Linked DNA regions of Sus scrofa: region 1 is linked to region 2. Evidence: chromatin contacts called from public HiChIP or PLAC-seq data. All regions are on one chromosome and are shown on one strand. Each heading gives the region's core, a stretch centred on a gene start, on an enhancer-like site or on the middle of the called end of the contact. The rest is flanking DNA. Distances are from core to core; before and after follow the strand shown. Region 1 overlaps UBE2G1 (ubiquitin-conjugating enzyme E2 G1). Region 2 holds the start of ANKFY1 (rabankyrin-5).

The links. HiChIP or PLAC-seq counts read pairs in DNA pulled down with a chosen protein or histone mark.
Region 1: a contact with region 2 is called in an H3K27ac HiChIP or PLAC-seq map of alveolar macrophages. The contact joins the enhancer-like site here to the promoter of ANKFY1 in region 2. A contact is called at or near these places in 1 of 5 promoter capture datasets (liver), 3 of 47 Hi-C or Micro-C datasets (heart right ventricle, liver and skeletal muscle) and 2 of 2 datasets of contacts at active chromatin or transcription factors (alveolar macrophages and skeletal muscle).

Annotation. Positions count from the first base shown.
Region 1 is chr12:50,352,003-50,354,917 of Sscrofa11.1, forward strand. The region is part of intron 1 of UBE2G1 (ubiquitin-conjugating enzyme E2 G1); the gene reads right to left. Among named protein-coding and RNA genes, the nearest start is that of UBE2G1, 15 kb to the right of the region's middle. Within about 2 kb of position 1,284, at least 2 of the 83 cell types and tissues checked have an H3K27ac peak or open chromatin away from gene starts, as enhancers often do. A contact at or near this core is called in alveolar macrophages, where this site is marked.
Region 2 is chr12:50,250,445-50,253,628 of Sscrofa11.1, forward strand. ANKFY1 (rabankyrin-5) reads right to left here and starts at 1,417. Exons shown (of 25, transcript XM_013981229.2): 1 at 1,300-1,417. The coding sequence starts at 1,309.

The sequences.
Region 1 (2,915 bases), core at 34-2,533, 100 kb after region 2:
TTTATTGAGGTATAAATGACATATTAATTTCACTTGTACAGCATAGTGATTCAATATGTGAATACACCAAGATTCCCACAATAAGTCAAGTTACCGGCCATCGCCACGCATAGTTAACAAAACATTTTTCTTCTTATTGTGAAAACTTTTAAGATTTATTCTCTCAGTAACTTTCAAGTATGCAATACAGTATTATTATTATTACTACTATTATTTTGTCTTTTGCCTATTTAGGGCCGCACCCATGGCATATGGAGGTTCCCAGGCTAGGGGTCGAATCGGAGCTACAGTCACTGGCCAAAGCCACAGCCATAGCAACAGCAGATCCAAGCCACGTCTGCAACCTACACCACAGCTCACAGCAATGCCAGATTCTTAACCCACTGATCAAGGCCAGGGATCGAACCAGCAACCATGGTTCCTAGTTGGATTCGTTTCCGCTGCGCCACGACAGGAAATTCCCCCCGTGACTTATTTTACAACTGGAAGTTTGTACCTTTTGATTCCCTTCATACTCCCCCAGACCCATGCATTGAATTTTGAAACTAGAAAGCTGTTTTGACATTGATAGGAGAGTTTTAAAGGAGTGACATTGACAGCAGGCAGAGCAAAGTGGGTTGCAGGCTGAATGCAAGATGGAAAAATAGAGATCTTCGTGTTGAGTGCTTATTTGAGGTTTGTGGTCATGAACTGAAAATGGAACCCGTAGGTCCAGATGAGTAATTTTGGGGGGTGAGTGGGTAATGTTCGGGTGCTAAGGTTCAGGCATGAAAAAGTCTGGGAGTTGGGGTACATTGACAGTTAGGAGCTAGCCAGTTAAGTGAATGGAGTTTGAGATGGAAATAGGCAGGCAAGTTTGTTGAGGGCATGTGAAGAGAGTGCCTATAGTAATGGACTCTTCTCTAACATGAGTAAAGAAAGAAATCAGAGTTCCCGTCATGGCTCAGCAGGTTAAGAATCCGACTGGTATCCATGAGGACTTGGGTTCAATCCCTGGCCTCAGCTCAGTGGGTTAAGGATCCGGGGTTGCTGTGAGCTGTGGTGTAGGTCACAGAAGAGGCTCAGATCCCTCATTGCTGTAGGCAGCCAAAAAGAAGGAAATGAAAACAGAAAGGAGATGATGAATACTGTAAAAGTGATTCAAATAATGAGGTCTTGATGAGGTTGAAAACTGTGTGGTGTGGTCACTGAAGCAAATGGGCTAGAAGGGTAGGAAGTGGTGGTCAGGGTGGGTGGCTTGAAATTCAGAATTCAGTTGAAGTAAGGTTATGGGTGGTGAGCTGTTTCCCTGTGAACATGAGAGAGGCTGGTGGGGAGGGGCAGAGAGGAGGTCAAGGAGGTGACAAGAGTACTGGCTAGGTCATCCATGTGGGTGACTAAGTTCCCCAGGATGAGCGTTGGAGTAGGGGTGAGGGGAAAGGCTGTGAACCAGGAGGCAAAGTCACCGATGAATGGGTCCAAGGATAATAGCAATTAAGAGAATAATAAATGCTACAGTGGGTGGCATTGACCTCAAAGAGCTAGAGTTTGGGAAGAAAAAGGAGAAGAAAGGTTGGGAAGCAGCAGTGAGGAACCGGGTGACTCTGTGAAGCCTGCTGGCCCCGAGATCTATGAAATGTGAGAGAAGACATCCTTCTCTTGAGAGGGCTGAGGAACCTGAGTCCTTAGCAGAGAGCCAGGTTCAGATAAGGCCAGGAGGTGGGCAAGTGTCCCATGGGCACCTCAAACTACCCTGATCAGAACTTACTAGGGGAGGTTGGCGCGAGATAAATTAGGAGTATGGGATTAACAAATACACATTACTGCATATAAAATAGACAAACAACAAGGACCTACTGTATAGCACAGGGAAATATATTCAATATCTTGTAATAACTTATAATGGAGAAGAATCTAAAAAATGTTCTTTAATATTCTTTTTTTTTTTTTTTTTGTCTTTTTAGAACCACACTCAGGCACATGGAAGTTCCCAGGCTAGGGGTCGAATTGGAGCTGAGGCTACCGGCCTACACCGCAGCCCCAATGCCAGATCCGAGCTGTGTCTGCAGCCTACACTGCAGCTCAGGGCCATGCCAGATCCTTAATCCACTGAGCAAGGCAAGGGATCAAACCACTGTCCTCATGCATACTAGTCGGGTTCGTTACCGCTGAACCACAACAGGAGCTCCTTCTTGAATATTCTTAACAGAATCACTTTGCTGTCCACTGGAAATTAACGCAATATTATAAATCAATTTTACTTTAATCTCTGAAATGGTTAATAATAGGGAGTTCCCTTGTGGCCTAGTGGTTAAGGATTTGGCAATGTCACTGCTATTGCTCAGGTTCGATCCAGGCCTGAGAACTTCTACATGCCACCAGGAGGCTTAAAAAAAAGTTAATAATAATAATAATAATAGGAGTTCCTGTTGTGGTGCAGTGGAAACAAATCCAGCCAGTAACCATGAGGATGTGGGTTTGATCCCTGGCCTCGCTCAGTGGGTTGAGGATCTGGAGTTGTCATGAGCTGTGGTGTAGGTCACAAACACAGCTCAGATCCAGAGTTGCTGTGGCTGTGGTGTAGGCCAGCAGCTGTAAAACTCCAATTCAACCCCTAGCCTGGGAACTTCCATATGCCGCAGGTGTGGCCCTAAAAAAAATAATAATAAAAAGAATTTACTGGTGTTCCTGTCGTGGCTCAGCGGAAACGAATCCAACTAGGAACCAGGAGGTTGAGGGTTCGATCCCTGGCCTCGCTCATTGGGTTAAGATCCGGTGTTTCTGTGAGCCATGGTATAGGTCACAGACACAGCTCAGATCCCACGTTGCTATGGCTATGGAATAGGATGGTGGCTACAGCTCCAATTGGACCTCTAGCCTGGGAACCTCCATATGCCATGGGAATGGCCCTAGAAAGGGCAAAAAGACAAAAAAAA
Region 2 (3,184 bases), core at 167-2,666:
AGATGACTGCAGTGGCCCAGACGGCTGCAGAGGCTGGGGTTCCATTGCTGGCCCAGCTCAGTGGATGGAAGGATGTGCCGATGCTGCGGCTGTGACACAGGTCACAGCTGCTGCTCAGATTCAATCCCTGGCCTGGGAACTTCCACATGCCATGGGTGCAGACATAAAAAAATAAATAAAAGAAAGTACAAGTAACACACCACACCAGGCCTCCTTCACAAGGTTGCTGCCAAGTTTAATCCAAATAAGAAAAGCCTGCAGAGTGTCAGATGCCCCTAAAATCTAAGATCCAAGTAAAGATGGGTTCAGACAAAGCTTAGCTCAAAACCAATAGGCAGGTGGTGGAACAGTACCATACAGTCACTCAGTAAACATTTAGTCAAATAAGGAGTATTTTCCTCCAGTCATGGGGTGAAAAGGAGAACCAAGTTAGCCTGGTTCGACCCGTCGCTTTAGGGTCCCTGGCAGCTTACCCCCATCTTTGGGCCTCTTCTCCTCCAACCTGTACAAGGCTTTCATGATAAAGGATTCCAATATTGCTAAGTTAAGGGAGACAGAACCTGAGAAGCCGAACTGCCTTTACCTGCAGTGTCATAAAGAGAATGCCTGAAAAGCGAGTAAGGAAAGGACTGAGAGGCAAAGGAGGCGGGGGCTGATATAGCACATCTCTTAAAAGCAGTGTGACCTTGTTCAATTCCTCTACCAAGCAAACCCCCGCCTCCCGTCCACATCTGTAAGCCTGGGGAGAGAATCCCGGCCGGCCCGAATCCCCGGGCTGCTGGGACATCCACAGTCTACAGCGCGCGCCCGCTGGGCGCGTTGGGCAGTGACAGCCCCGGCTCACCCCCACACTCCACCCCGATTAGAGTCCCAAGCTCTTCCGCAGGAGAGGGATGTACCCCTTCCGGATGCGGGACCTGCCAGGACAGCAGTTTCGATTTCCTAAGGAGAAGGGTCACTTCCCCCGCAGTCCCAAGCACCGCCCGTAATCAAAGGACTCTCCCCGGCGGCCCTCCTCAGGATCTCCGCAGCTGCACGCATTCCCGGCAAGGGGCCTCGCGAACTGCGCCGCACTTCGCCGCGGTCCCGTGGGGTCCGGGACGCCAGGAGGGGCGTTGCCATAGGAATAGCGCTCAAGACCCCAGCCCCAGGCGCCCGGCAGAGGCTGGAGAGGAAGGCTCGCGAGACCCGCTGTGCCCAAGCGACCACGCCCGGCCGTTCCTTCCCAGGGCTGCTTCTCCCAACCAGCAGCGCCCCCACAGCTCCGCGCCTTCCCGCGTTGCTCCACAAAAACCCTACCTTCCGCCATGTCGGGCCCGGCCCTGCCTCAGCCTCGCGAGAAGTGCGCTGCTCAGGCGGGGCGGCGCGTAACGGAGGCCCCAGGTCTCGCGAGAGTCCTGAAGCCCAGGCTGAGGGCGGGATCGAGATTAGGAAAGAGCAGTGAATGAAAGTGAAGGGCGTATCTGGACACAGGAAGAAGAACCCAAAGCCAGTCTCCCCTCACCTAGTACTTTCGAGCCTCCGGACCTATCAAGCATTGGCTGGGTTCTGTCCTTTTCCAGGCCGTAGGCAGGGCACTGAAAAGGTTGGACGCAGCGAGCACAGACTATTCTTTGGGAAAACTTGGCTGTGAGAGGATCGAGAAAGGGATTTTCTTGGTTTTTAGGTTTATTTGTCAAGCTGTGAGAGGCTGAGAGAAAAGAGCCAAAGAATAGGGAAAGGCTTTTAATGAAGGTTCAAGGTCCCTGCGGAGGCGGGATGCCCTGCAGGCGAACGCAGAAGGAATTTAGGAGAAGGAACTGTAAATTACAGGCAAATCACCGTTTTCTACTAAAACGTTAGGAAACAAGAACATGCATGCAGATAGATGTGAAGGAGGGAAGACTCTCTGGACGATGGCTTGATGACATCAATTTTGTGGTTGAAGTTCATGGGCAAGGGAATCAAAAGAGAGTGAAGAAAATTTGGGAGAGGAATCAGAAGAAGACCTTCCAAAGGCCTGGGTTCAAGTGTCTCCTGTGGATGTGGATGGTTCACGTTTTTTCTAGCAGAACTCAGCCACCTGGCTGCAGAAGCAGAGAATATGGTTTGTAGCTTTTGCCCAGGGCTTGGGATTTATTGCCAAAAGGAAATCGAGAGTAACTGTGAGAATACAGCTCCAGTGCAGACTGGATAGAGCCATAAAATTGCAGGTCTCTATACTATTGAAGACTAGGGCAGTGTAAACAAGGTTATGAGAGCCTTGTGTTAGGGCAGTAAAATGAAGTTCCTAAGTTAAATAGTATTAGGAGACAAAAAAGTAGTCTAGTACAGAGCCATGGAATACAGTAGTGGAAGTGAAAGTGAGAAGCAAGAATTAAATAATGGAATTTATTATTACCAGGTGCTAAAATCTTTAGTGAATGCGGGGATGACTTTAACCAAAAAGAGGGCTAAATATAACTGAATAGCATGAAACCTTTCCAAACAGATTTTTACTCAAAAGGAGAATCAAAAGAATGCTGGTTGTACCCACTCCTAGAAGCATCAGCAGTTAAGGAGTGCAGGGGAAGCGGTGGCCTTAGAAAAGAGCCAAGAGCAAGAGATGGTATGTTGAAGGAAGGATCTGAGAACAGGATGAGGGTGTCAGAACAGAAAAGGCAGAGGATCTGAAGTTGGAAAATTGTTAGGTGCTGCCGGGATTAAGCATTACTGAGTAGCAAGGTGAAATGGAGAGGGAATTTGGGGTTAGATCATGGAAACGGGGGTCATAGGGTTAAAATTTTGAGCAAGAGGGAGGGATTCTGGCTGAGACACACCTCGGAAGTAGAAGGGGAGGGAGTATTGAAATGACTAAGAACAATGATGTGCTCAGGAAAATAGTTCCTGGAGTTCCTATCATGGTATGATGCAAACGAATCCAACTAGAAACCATGAGGTTGCAGGTTCGATCCCTGGCCTCGTTCAGTGGGTTAAGGATCAAGGCTTGGATCCTGCATTGCTGTGGCTGTGGTGTAGACCAGCAGCTGTAGCTCCGATTGGACCTCTAGCCTGGGAACCTCCATATGCTGTGGATGCAGCCCTAAAAAGCAAAAAAAAAAAAAAAAAAGGAGAAGGGAGGGGCTGGGAGGTGTTTAGAGGAGCTGCATTGAGGAAGCAACACTTAGGTTAAGGAGGGTGCATGAGGACTCACCTAGCTCAAAGC